Linked DNA regions of Sus scrofa: regions 2, 3 and 4 are each linked to region 1. Evidence: chromatin contacts called from public Hi-C and promoter capture Hi-C data. All regions are on one chromosome and are shown on one strand. The core of a region is the stretch at or near the end of the contact, and the rest is flanking DNA. Distances in the headings are between cores, read along the strand shown.

Region 1 (2,702 bases), core at 72-2,571:
TTTTGCTCTGGGCAAATCACGACCTAGGGCTCGTCCTCCCAGGCAGACAGCTTCCTGATGGACCGCAGGCGTGGAAAACATTTTTACCAAATGAAAGTGTAACCTACTTTTGAGGAGATCATAAATATAGACAAAGCTTAATAAAGAAAGTAATTGTTGGTAAGGCGCTGCCGCTGCTTGCAGAGGATGGGGACTACACTGCCTTAAGTTGTCTTCCGAACTTGGAGAGCCCATGCCGGCGACGCCTGTGGTTCCAGCGAAGGCCGTAGATGTCGCCCGACTTCATTCTCCCTTTTCAGTCCAAGCCATCCTCCGTTCTCCCTCACATCTCGTGGAGGAGGCTGAAGGGGACTCTGCTCTGCTAGTGTCCACAAGGGCGACGACCTCCAGGACCGAAGCGGAGACCTACTATTTACCGGCCCCTTCTTACGCTGCCCCTTCTTGAGGTTGCGGAAGAGGGCGGGAAGGGCTTGCGGTCGCCCGACTCTGGGCTCTTGGCCGATGCTCCTCCGCACAGTCTGGGTTGCACGAACAGCCGCCTCCGAGCCGACCTCCTGGTTGTGTCCCAAATAAGAGCATTTAGACGGCAGCTTCCCCCCACTCCTTTGTTTTTTAAAGTGTTTGCTGGGTCACTAGAGCAGACGACGCGGGGGCGGCGGAGCTGCACAGAAGCAGAAGACAACCGTCAGGGTTTCTTCTGTGTGGTTCTTTTCCGGCCCTTGTCTGCGCGGTTCAACGCCACGGAGAGCATGGAGCAGTCTGGCGCGTGGCAGATTTGGGGCTCCCAGCAGGGCACAGCAGGTTGGTCTCTTTTCTCCCCAGGTACCACTCCAGGCGGTTAAGGCACAGAGTTCGCCTGCGGCCACTACCTAGACCGCTGACCAGAGCCCCAAGCTCTGTAGACCTCTCCCTTCTGTGTCCACTTAGCCGCGACTACACCCGCGTCCTTTCCCTTCTACAGCGAAATCCCCAGGGGGAGCCTGGCTAGCGTCTTCAAATCCCTCCAGGAACCCTGGTTCTCTTTTACTTCACTAAGGACTCTTGGGAGGATGCGCTGAGAAGACTTTAATCTAGGGACTGTTCTATCACGCTGACATCTGCTTACAAAACATAAAATTTGACCGAAGTAGCCAGACAGTGGGACTTGCTTCTTTGCATTGACTGACCCTTCCGAGGTGTGAGTTAGAGGCCCCTAAACAGGCTCTAATCCATCTAGCCTGGTCTCTCCAACAGACTTCCCCCCATTCCTCTACCGTGGGTGTCGGGAAAACAGGGCGACTTAGGGAGGGGCAGAGGAAAGGATGCAGGATGCGCATTGAAATGGCAGATAAGGGTGACGACCCAGAGGAGGACGGAGGCGTTTACCGAGTTTGGTTTCCCAGGGAAGGAGCGGGACTGGGGCCGCTGACGCCAAAGACTAGTGGGACGGAGGCGTGCAGGGAGGAGGGGAGGTATTGCGCTCTCCCTACCGCTCTCCATGAGCCGCCCGCCAGCCCACGGCCCTCTGCGCTGCCTTCTCTGGCCTTAGCACGTTCAGAGACGGTTTCAGGGCAGTTCTTTGAGAGCCCAACAAATCTCGAGGCAACCATCTGAGGTACCTTCGTCTTTTGCATCGGAAGGCCAGGACTCTTCTCGATCCTTTTCTTTTTTTTTTTTTTTTTTTTTTTTCTTAAAAGGATTTTCCCCCCGAAATCTTTTCTCATTTCCCTATTTTACCAGCTCTGCGCTCACTCACATCCCACCTCGCACCCGGGTTGCCTAAAAAAACATCTCTGGGGAATCGCTCCTGACCCTTTTCTCAGCTCTCTGGCTTTGCTTCTTACTGGTGGTTTCCTGCGAGAGAAAAGCTAGGTGCCCCTTGGGGTAGCTTAGGGAAGGCGCCTAGGAGTACCCGGTGAGGCAAGGGCGAGGAAGACGAGCAGCCTGCAGATGGGGCTCCCGCCCTGAGTCCGTACTTATGGAAGGGAGGAGAGCTAAGAGACGCCCCCCCCTCCCCCTGCCCCAGCTCATCCTTGGACCAACCCAGTCCCGGAGCCTGTCCCAGGGCAGCTGAGAAACTCCCGATATAGAGCCAGGGCTCTCGGGGCTCCTGAGGCTTTCCGCGGGCGGCAGCGGCGGGGTCTGGTTTACACTGTATTCGGAGCGCCCCCTCTGTTCCACGCGCACTCCTAGGCCACCGCTGGTTGGGGAAGAGGAGAGGTTACACTTTGAGTTGGGGGATGGGTGCGCACTGAGCCATCCGCAGCCAAGTCACTCCAGTAAACACGCCCGGCGGGGGCAGGGCGGTAGGCGCGCGCAGCGGGGAACCCGGCGGGGACGCCCCCGCCTTTACCTGTCAGAGCCTGCACGCGTCAGCGGCTGCAGCGGCGCGGAGGCGGGGCTTTCCAGCCCGCGCGCTGGGCGGGATTTAGCGGGGGCGGGGCACGCGGTGATTGGGCGCGGCCTCGGGGCCGCCAGCCTGAGCTGGGCTGCAGGGCTGCGCAGGTTTCACTTCGCTCCGCGCAGCCTCCAGGTCTCGAGCTTGCAGGAGCGTTTGGTCCCACGTCGCCGCCGCCGCCGCCGCCGACACCACCGCTATCGCCACCACCACCGGCTTCTCACAGTCGCCCTGCGCGTCCTGTTCTCTGCGGCCAGCATCGCTTCAGACTGCTGGGTTCGCCCCGCTCCCGCCGCCGCCACTCACTCGGCGCCCTTCCCCTGGC
Region 2 (2,702 bases), core at 87-2,586, 340 kb after region 1:
AACCACGTGACCCTGGAGTAACATCAAGAAGATGAAAAATAACGAGGGTCCTCTAAAATGCGATGTATCTCTAGGTGCGAATAAAAGACCCTGTGATACTTTTCTTCTCCTGCCATTCGCAGAAGAAGTCATCTCACGTATTTATCCAACACGGGCCCCCTAATCCTTCCTAGTTGAGCTAAACATCAACTCCTCTTTGAACACGCCCTAGATGCTCGCAGACAGAAGCCTCAGTTCTTCTCTATGCTCCATTCACAGTGTGGTTTAGTGACGGGGCAGTTGAGAACATGCATTTTGGGATTCAACTGCCTGGCTTCAGATGCAAGCCTTGCCACCTACCTGCTGTGCAAGCCTGGACAAGTTACTTAAAGTCTCTGTGCTTCAACTGCCTCATCTGTAAAATCAGGGTCACAACAGGACCTCTCCCTTGGCTTGTGTGAGGAGGAAATGAGATCATTCACAGGATGGACCTGGTCCAGAATCTGGCACACCCTCGGCCCTTGGGAAATAACACTCTTGATATCGCCTCATCTTTCACAAGTGTCTGCCCTTTCAAAAGGTGAACCTCCCAAGAATAAGAGCACTATTTCTCCAGGTGGCATGGTGCCTAGGACGAAATAATCATCTAGATAATATGTGCGGAAACAAATACGTGTAATAACCCAACTCTAGTTTTAAAACTGACTTTTTCTCCTTCTAAAAGGTAACAAGAAAAGCAACACAGACCAATTAAAATGTTTAAATTAATTAAATAAAGCCCCCACCCCTCCCAAGACTCCTGTCTTTTGGCCTCATTCATAGGTTTTCAGTTAGAACATCCCACAAAGGCCTAATAAATCACACATGTGTAAATTACCTCCTTTTCAATGTTCCATAAAATAAATACTTTTAAATAAGAAGTTGAGGGGTTCCCACCATGGAGCAGTGGAAACAAATCCGAATAGGAACCATGAGGTTTCAAGTTCGATCCCTGGCTGTGCTCAGTGGGTTAAAGATTCGGCGTTGCCCTGAGCTGTGGTGTAGGTCACAGACAAGGCTCAGATCTGGCACTGCTGTGGCGGTGGTGTAGGCTGGCAGCTGTAGCTCCGATTGGACCCCTAGCCTGGGAACCTCCATATGCCTCAGAGCGGCCCTAGAAAAGGCAAAAAGACAAAAAAAAAAAAAAAAGAAAAAGAAGTTGATGATGGGAAGTTATACCCATTATGGAAGAATGAAAAGTAGTTTCATAGTGTTCATTGGGAGTGCCAAACAAACAGTGACCAAAGTTAATAAGTGGAAATTTCTGGAGAACACTTTTCTTGGCAGCATACTACTGCCATCTCCTTGGGTCTGTCCTGCCCAGCACCAAATCCCATGTCTTGAGCCGGAGTCACCACCCCATCCCACACATTATGGTACTGATTATCTTTTTTTTTTTTTTTTTTTTGCTTTTTCTTAGGGCCATACTTGCAGCATATGGAAGTTCCCAGGCTAGAGGTCAAATCAGAGCTGTAGCTGCAGGTCTACACCACAGCTCACAGAAATGACGGATCCTTTCACCCACTGATCGAGGCTAGGGATTGAACCCACATCCTCATAGATACTAGTCGGGTTTGCAACTAAGCCACAACGGGAACTCCCTATTTACCTTTTTATTATCAGGTGATTTTTAAAAAATGATATGAGTTTAACTAGGCATGTAAAAGAATTCATATCATATACATTAAAAGAGCCCCTCTGTGGAGTTTCCATTGTGGCTCAATGGGTTAAGGACCCCTACATAGTCTCCACAAGGATGTGGTTTCAATCCCTGGCCTCAATCAGTGGGTTAAGAACCTAGGGTTGATGCAAGCTGTGGTGTAAGTCACAGATGTGGCTCAGATCTGATGTTGCCATGGCTGGGGCATAGGCCTTAACTGCAGCTCAGATTCGACCCCTGGCCCAGGAACTTCCATGTGCTGCCAAGTTGAGCTGTAAAAAATAAATAAATAAATAAATAAATAAATAAATAAATAAATAAGGCAAGCTCCTAGGTCATAGAATGCGTAAATGCCAGAGCCATAAGTTATCGAATTATTTACACCGGCTGACTTGCAGGTAGATTTCAGAAGCCCTGAGAACATCCCAGGGCCTGAGGCCTCCCAGGCAGGACCAGTCCTCTGGAAGAACATGTCCCCAGCAAGGTTACCAGCCAGCTGCTGGCTGAAGTCAGGGCAAAAAGAAACTCGGCTGCAAAATGTTTCTAGTCTTACAACCCGAGAAGAGTATATATTTTACAGTGGATAATCTCATTCTGAGAGCAAGTTAGTCCTGTATGAAAAGCAGTCTAAGTGTTCTCCCCCCACATTCATCCATGCTAAGAGACATTAGCTAGTCAAACACAACAGAAATATAAGAGCATATTGTTTTCAAGCCTCTACAAACCCAAACTGCCTTGCAAGGTAGGTCAATCAGGTAACAGATGCTAACACAAGGAGCTGCCTTTTTGACACCCTAAGAGTTGAACTGTTTCTCTAGGAAAGAGGTGACCATGGGCTACCATGAGCCTCTAATATCAGGCTATGGAACATTCAAGCCCACCCAGAAATTGACTCTCAGGGAAGGAAAAACAAAAGAAGTGGCAATTATTTAAAATGAGAAATTGACTCTCAGGAAAGGAAAAAACAAAAGAAGTGGCAATTTGTTAAAAATGATTTATCCCCATTTTTCTTTTTTTTCTTTTT
Region 3 (2,702 bases), core at 147-2,646, 310 kb after region 1:
CTGGTACCTGGTGGTGCCCAGCCCCCAGTCCAGCATCCTGATCCTGACCTTCTGCCTCTTTCTGGGATGAACAGGAGGTCACACCCTGAACTCCTGAGGCTCTCTGCAGTTTGTTCACCTTTTGGTACTGAGAGGCACCCAGTTTAGCCAAAAGGTGGAAATGGAGACAAGGCTGGGCAACCCAAGTGCTGGGCTTCACTGGAGTACTTCCTGGGCCAGTCATCCCATCCCCCTCACCCTGGCCACTTTCTCTACTGATAAGATAAAGCCCACTTTTCAAAGAACTGAAGCTCAAAAACACTTTAGCAGATCTACAGTCTGGGTAATGTTGTAAAAGGTCAAAATTACAGGTAACCCAGCTATACCATCACTGAGAGATGCAAAGGACCTCGGAAGGGCTGGTTTTACCTCTAGAGCTGGGCTAGAACACATGAAGGGAATCTCAGCCTTTGAGGGAAAATGGAGGCAACCTACAGGCTTTTAGGTTTTCCCACCACCCATGGCCCTAACCAGTGGTTCTCAAACATGGATCCCTGGACCAGCAGCATCACCCAAGAATTTTTAGAAATGCAAATGTTCAGGCCCTGACCTTCTAAATTGGACACTCTGGTGATGGGATGGAGGAACGTCTGTTTGCACAAGCCCCCAGGTGATTCAGATGCACACCCAATCATCACTGATACTGAGTGAGACTTGGGCAGAGGGCTCAGTCCCAGGGACAATGGTGACTGCAGGGTGGCCGCTTTCTGATGGTCTCAGTTTGGTCAACTGTACCCAAGCTTGTCCCTGGATGGCTCTCCCGAGATCCCCACAATGGGAGGAAAGAGCAAGTCACCAGGGAGCCATCTGAGACTTTCCACAAGTTCTCAGGGTGACCTGGGGAGAAAGGTCAGCACAGTTCCTCCCTTGATCCCCTTTTCCAGATGCTGCTCATCAGTATAGCGTGGGACTGAGCACCGTGGGGTACCCCACCTCCCCTAGGGATTTCCCCCTCGTCATCCTCACCAAGCCTCACCTCCCACACTGGAGCCCGCCTCTCCCCCACTCTCTCTGCCTGGGGAGAATTCTTGAGCCATCAGTGTCTATTGGCATCTCTCTCAAAGAGGACAGAAAACGTCTTCACCAGCTCGACCCTCCTCACTGCCACCCTGGAAGGGAGGGGTGGTGCAGAACGCACCCTGCCTCTGGGCCCTGTTCACTCTGACACCCAAGGATGCCCAGGTGGGACGCGCCGGCCAAAGGCTCACAGCTGGACAAGTAGGAAGCAACACGAGGACAGGCCAAAAAAAAAAAAAAAAAAGTTAAAAAAATAGTTTGTTTATCATTAACAAAAAAAAAAAAAAACTAACCTCATACAGGAAGTCTGAGAAGAAGAAGAAGAAAAACACAAGCCCAGGCTCGACACTAAAAGTGGCAGCACGTTGGTTACAGATCAAATGAGGGCTCCTCGGTTTCCACGTCCCACTTTGCAGGGGGCGGTGGGAGCGGGCAGGGTAGGGGCCCGGGTGAAGGTGGGGGCTTGCAAACAGCAGGGATGGGGCCAAAAGGGCACTGAGAGTCACGAGGCACAGCTTTACCAGACGTAGGGCAGGGTGTGTGGTAGCTAGGGGTCCGGTCCAGGGCCCTCTCTGCAGGTGCGGCTGTCCCAGCCAGACCTGGGGAAGGCGACACCTAAGATGGAAACTGACCCCTGAGAGCTTCCCACGCACCCGCCTCTCCTGCCCGGCGAGCAGCCCCTTGTGTGTTTCAGGTCGAGACAGGAGTTACCAGAACTTGATCGTCGCCCTCCCCCACCCCCCCACCCGCCCCCTACTCCTTCCAGAAGGGCAACAGCCATCAGCAAGGGAAAGCCAGCGTCCCTGGCCTCCCATTCAAAAGCTGCTGGCCCTGCAGACCTTCCCAAAGAGCCCAAACTGCCCCGACTCGCTTCGGTTTGATGGACACAGAGTGAGGCTCCCCGAGGCACCCGGGAGTCGGTCAGATGCCTCACCCGGAGACATCTGCCTTCTCTGAAAGGGGGCTCACGTGGATTTTGTAAAAATGGAGCCATGGGACTCACAGCGTCCACCCAAGAATTCAAATGAGGAAAAACTGAGACGAAAGAACATTTCCTGTTTCACAGCATGAAACTGGAGAATAGGAAATAGGAATCTTCCCTCCTCGTAATAAAAAAATCAAGGCAAGCAGTCTGCAAGATGCACGCGCTGAAAAGCCACCAACGAAAGCACTCCAAGTCGTGACTGTCGCTGTCAAAGAAAGCCATTGGTCTTTTAAAAAGAAAGAAAGAAAGACAGAAAGAAAAAGAAAAAACTCTGCACACCAAAAAAAAAAAAAAAAAAAAAAAAAAAAAAATCTCAAAATAGAACCAAAACCTGCAAATCATACTCAGGCGTCTATCGTGAACCTATATTTTAGCATGCTGTTGAAAAGGTTAATAATTTTCCTACCGAAACTGAATGTGGGTTGTGAAAGAACATTAAAATGAAGAAAATTTCCCCGTGGCTGCTATTTTATTATCACCAAAGCCATCAAGTTTCAGTTTGAGTTATTTGTATTTATTTGTGAAAACAAAGATTAGATAAGTAGAAACATAAACCTCATCCTAATTATTGCCCTGGAGTATCTGATTTTTAAGACACACACAAAAAAAGACCATCAGACAGCACACTTAAGGCAGGAGAACTCAAAACAACAGAGAGGAG
Region 4 (2,702 bases), core at 111-2,610, 280 kb before region 1:
GGCCGAGGGCCCTAGATGGCTGCAGTGAAGTGCTGAGGAAAATACTTCTCCCGAGTCCGTGATAGAAACTGTTGCAGCCATTTTCCAGACTCCAGAAGGAGGCAGAAGGAGAGAAAGCAGATGGGCCTAGACTTGCCTTGTGGAGTAGATGGGACAGACATCTGCTCAGGGTTCTCTGAAGCCATGACATTTGCATGGGAGCCCATCCGATCACAGCAGCCTTCAGGGGCCCTCCGGCGAGAGTGTCTGTGAAGGTTAAAGCCACATGCTGCTTAGTGGCTGGAGAGGTGCTGTAGAAACCCTGGGCCGTTACATTTTGAGTGGGTGATGTAGAGTGAAGGACATCCACACTGCCTGTCAGCCCATCCAGGCCAGTGGTGGGATCCTCAGGGACAGGCATGGGGTGGTGTAGATGGAACATGGTGTGGGGGCTTCTGGGAGAGACTGGATTTTAAGTGTTGGTCGATCTGGAGCAGTGGGGGTGGGGGGCGAGGATGCAGAGAGGCTGATTATTTATTTATTTATTTATTGGCTTTTTAGGGCTGCATCTGTGGCATATGGATATTCCCATGCTAGGGGTTGAATTGGAGCTATGGCTGCTGGCCTACGCCATAGCCACAGCAATGCCAGAACCGAGCTGTGTCTGCTACCTACACCACAGCTCATGGTAACGCCAGATCCTTAACCCACTGAGTGAGGCCAGGGATTGAACCTGCAACCTCATGGTTTCTAGTCAGATTTGTTTTCGCTGAGCCACGATGGGAACTCCAGAGGCTGATTTTTAAAAGTATCTATTATGCATTTTACTGAACATGATCAAGGGATCAAACCCTATGGGCTCCAGAGGGTCTGGGGCAGGGACCACGTTTGGATCAATTCCTGGTCAGGCATCTGACATACATACTTTGTTCCTGGCCACGTATAGGCTTTCTCATAAAGTCAGAGAACTTGGCTCAAATTTCACCTTGGACATGACCAGCAGCGGGGTTGTGGGCAGATCAGTAAGCTTCTTTGGGGCTCAGTTTCTCCATATGTAAAATGGGCCTTCAGACAATGATGAGGCCTGAATAAGGATGTGCTGGTGCAGAGGAAGTACGGGGTTGCTCAGAGCTGTTACAGATGTGATGGCTGCTGCTGGTACCAAGGAGATAGGAGCCTGCTTTGGGAGGGGAATAAATGGGCTTCTCCCTGAAACAGATGCTGGCTGGTTTGAGGCATTTTGTAGAGCTGCATGCCATCCCTGTGATTCCAGAGTATCTAAATAGAACACGATCCGTGATGGTGAGTCAGCGCCTCCCCTGTCCAGGAGGAAGGTTGTCCAGGTGACCGCGAGAGCCCTCGCAGAGCCACCAACATCAGATCCTTGTGGTCCGGGCACCAGTATGTGTCTCCTGGAAAGGGAGCCTGGCTGCCATGATCTCATCCTGAGCCTCTGGAGGGGGGGAAGATGATGTCACCAGCCGCTGGCAGCTCCTTCTCTCCTTTGGCTCAAACACAAGACAGATGCTCTCTCGGCTGAAACCTGAGCCGGTCCTGCTTGTTCTGGGCTTGCTGAGGAGAGGAAAACGGACCCCTGTCTCTGACGTGCATTCTTCCCGTGTTAGAAAACTGTCACCTCGGCTCCCCATGGTGACATTTGCTCAAGGCTGAGCACACGGGGTCCTTTTAAACTCTGCCCTTTTGTGTCTGTGTGTGTGTGGGGTGGTGGATATCTCTCATTTTCACAGCAGTTCTCAGGGAAGGATGGTCCTGGCATGTTGTGTGGACAAGGTTGACATGTAGCTACAATTAAAAAGGGTAGTAGAGTTAAGTGGGAACAGGGACAGTCCAGCCCAGCACAGGAATCCCTAGAAGCTGGAGGTGCTTGGACATAGGGTTAGCCAAGTTACACAGCTGGGTCATGGCAGGCCACTGGCTGGCCACTGAGTTGTTGGGTCGGGAGGACCCTCATGAAGGCGCTAACTAAGGCTGCAGCGAGGATGGGGCCCTGCTCTTGCTCATCACCCTGACACGGCGCTGAGCCAGGCAGAGGGACGACGCCCCCTAGGAAGTCAGAGTTGAGACAAGCAGGATTGGCCTGTGTGGAGATGGTTGGAATATTGTGTCTGTTCTGGAGTCCTGGGTGAGGCCAGAAAAACGTGGGCTCTGAAATCAGCCTCTCTGGATTTGCTTCCTGCCCCTGGGTGCCCTCAGCGGGTTATTGAACCATCTCCATACCTCTAAAAATCAGAACAGCACCCCCCTCCCCAGAGAGCTGTTATAAGGCCCCAGCGAATAATACTGGTAAGGCTTATCCCAGTGCCTCATATACTGAATCATCAATACACAGAGGCTGTTATTAGTGCCAGGGATGTGGAAGCTAGCTTATATAAGCAAGCCTGGATACACTGATGATTGAAGATGACATTTGAGATGGCGAGGATAAGAAATTGAGTTTTTATTGATTGATTGATTTTTTGCCATGTCCGAGGCACGTGGAGGTTCCAGGGCCAGGGATTGGACCTGAGCCACAGCAGTGACAATGCTGCTGAATCCTTAACCCACTGAGCCACCAGGGAGCTCCACAAACAGGGTTTATAACACATGCTCACCCCCAGGTGGTTGTGGCAGCTTGGATCTGAGGGCGCAGAATCGTGAGGCTGACAGGTGGCTGTGGTTGTGGTGAGCTAAAGGATGGGGTGGGGAGTGGTGGGGTCTGTTCC

Evidence for each region. Promoter capture Hi-C pulls out the DNA fragments that hold promoters and counts their contacts. Hi-C and Micro-C count contacts between places; a contact is called where the count stands out from the background.
Region 2: a Hi-C map of omental adipose tissue shows a contact between it and region 1, with 2.0 times the contacts expected there. A contact is called at or near these places in 4 of 5 promoter capture datasets (fetal liver, fetal skeletal muscle and liver), 17 of 47 Hi-C or Micro-C datasets (alveolar macrophages, blood, embryonic fibroblasts and 9 more) and 2 of 2 datasets of targeted methods (alveolar macrophages and skeletal muscle).
Region 3: a contact with region 1 is called in a promoter capture Hi-C map of liver, with 16 times the contacts expected there. A contact is called at or near these places in 3 of 5 promoter capture datasets (fetal liver, fetal skeletal muscle and liver), 4 of 47 Hi-C or Micro-C datasets (embryonic fibroblasts, fetal skeletal muscle, fibroblasts and 1 more) and 1 of 2 datasets of targeted methods (alveolar macrophages).
Region 4: a contact with region 1 is called in a Hi-C map of embryonic fibroblasts, with 6 times the contacts expected there. A contact is called at or near these places in 1 of 5 promoter capture datasets (fetal skeletal muscle) and 6 of 47 Hi-C or Micro-C datasets (embryonic fibroblasts, fetal heart ventricle, skeletal muscle and 1 more).

What each region holds. Positions count from the first base shown.
Region 1 is chr3:45,200,974-45,203,675 of Sscrofa11.1, reverse strand. It overlaps LOC110260116, which reads left to right and starts at 1,321. Exons shown (of 3, transcript XM_021088387.1): 1 at 1,321-1,420; 2 at 2,055-2,702. The coding sequence starts at 1,321. ACOXL (acyl-coenzyme A oxidase-like protein) reads left to right here. Exons shown (of 19, transcript XM_021087042.1): 19 at 1-801. It also overlaps a transcript of BCL2L11 not described here.
Region 2 is chr3:44,859,010-44,861,711 of Sscrofa11.1, reverse strand. All of the region lies in intron 1 of LOC106509733 (a long non-coding RNA gene), which reads right to left. All of the region lies in intron 1 of LOC110259966 (a long non-coding RNA gene), which reads right to left. Among named protein-coding and RNA genes, the nearest start is that of BCL2L11, 340 kb to the left of the region's middle.
Region 3 is chr3:44,886,880-44,889,581 of Sscrofa11.1, reverse strand. The region is part of intron 1 of LOC106509733 (a long non-coding RNA gene); the gene reads right to left. All of the region lies in intron 1 of LOC110259966 (a long non-coding RNA gene), which reads right to left. Among named protein-coding and RNA genes, the nearest start is that of BCL2L11, 310 kb to the left of the region's middle.
Region 4 is chr3:45,480,944-45,483,645 of Sscrofa11.1, reverse strand. The region is part of intron 9 of ACOXL (acyl-coenzyme A oxidase-like protein); the gene reads left to right. Among named protein-coding and RNA genes, the nearest start is that of ACOXL, 81 kb to the left of the region's middle.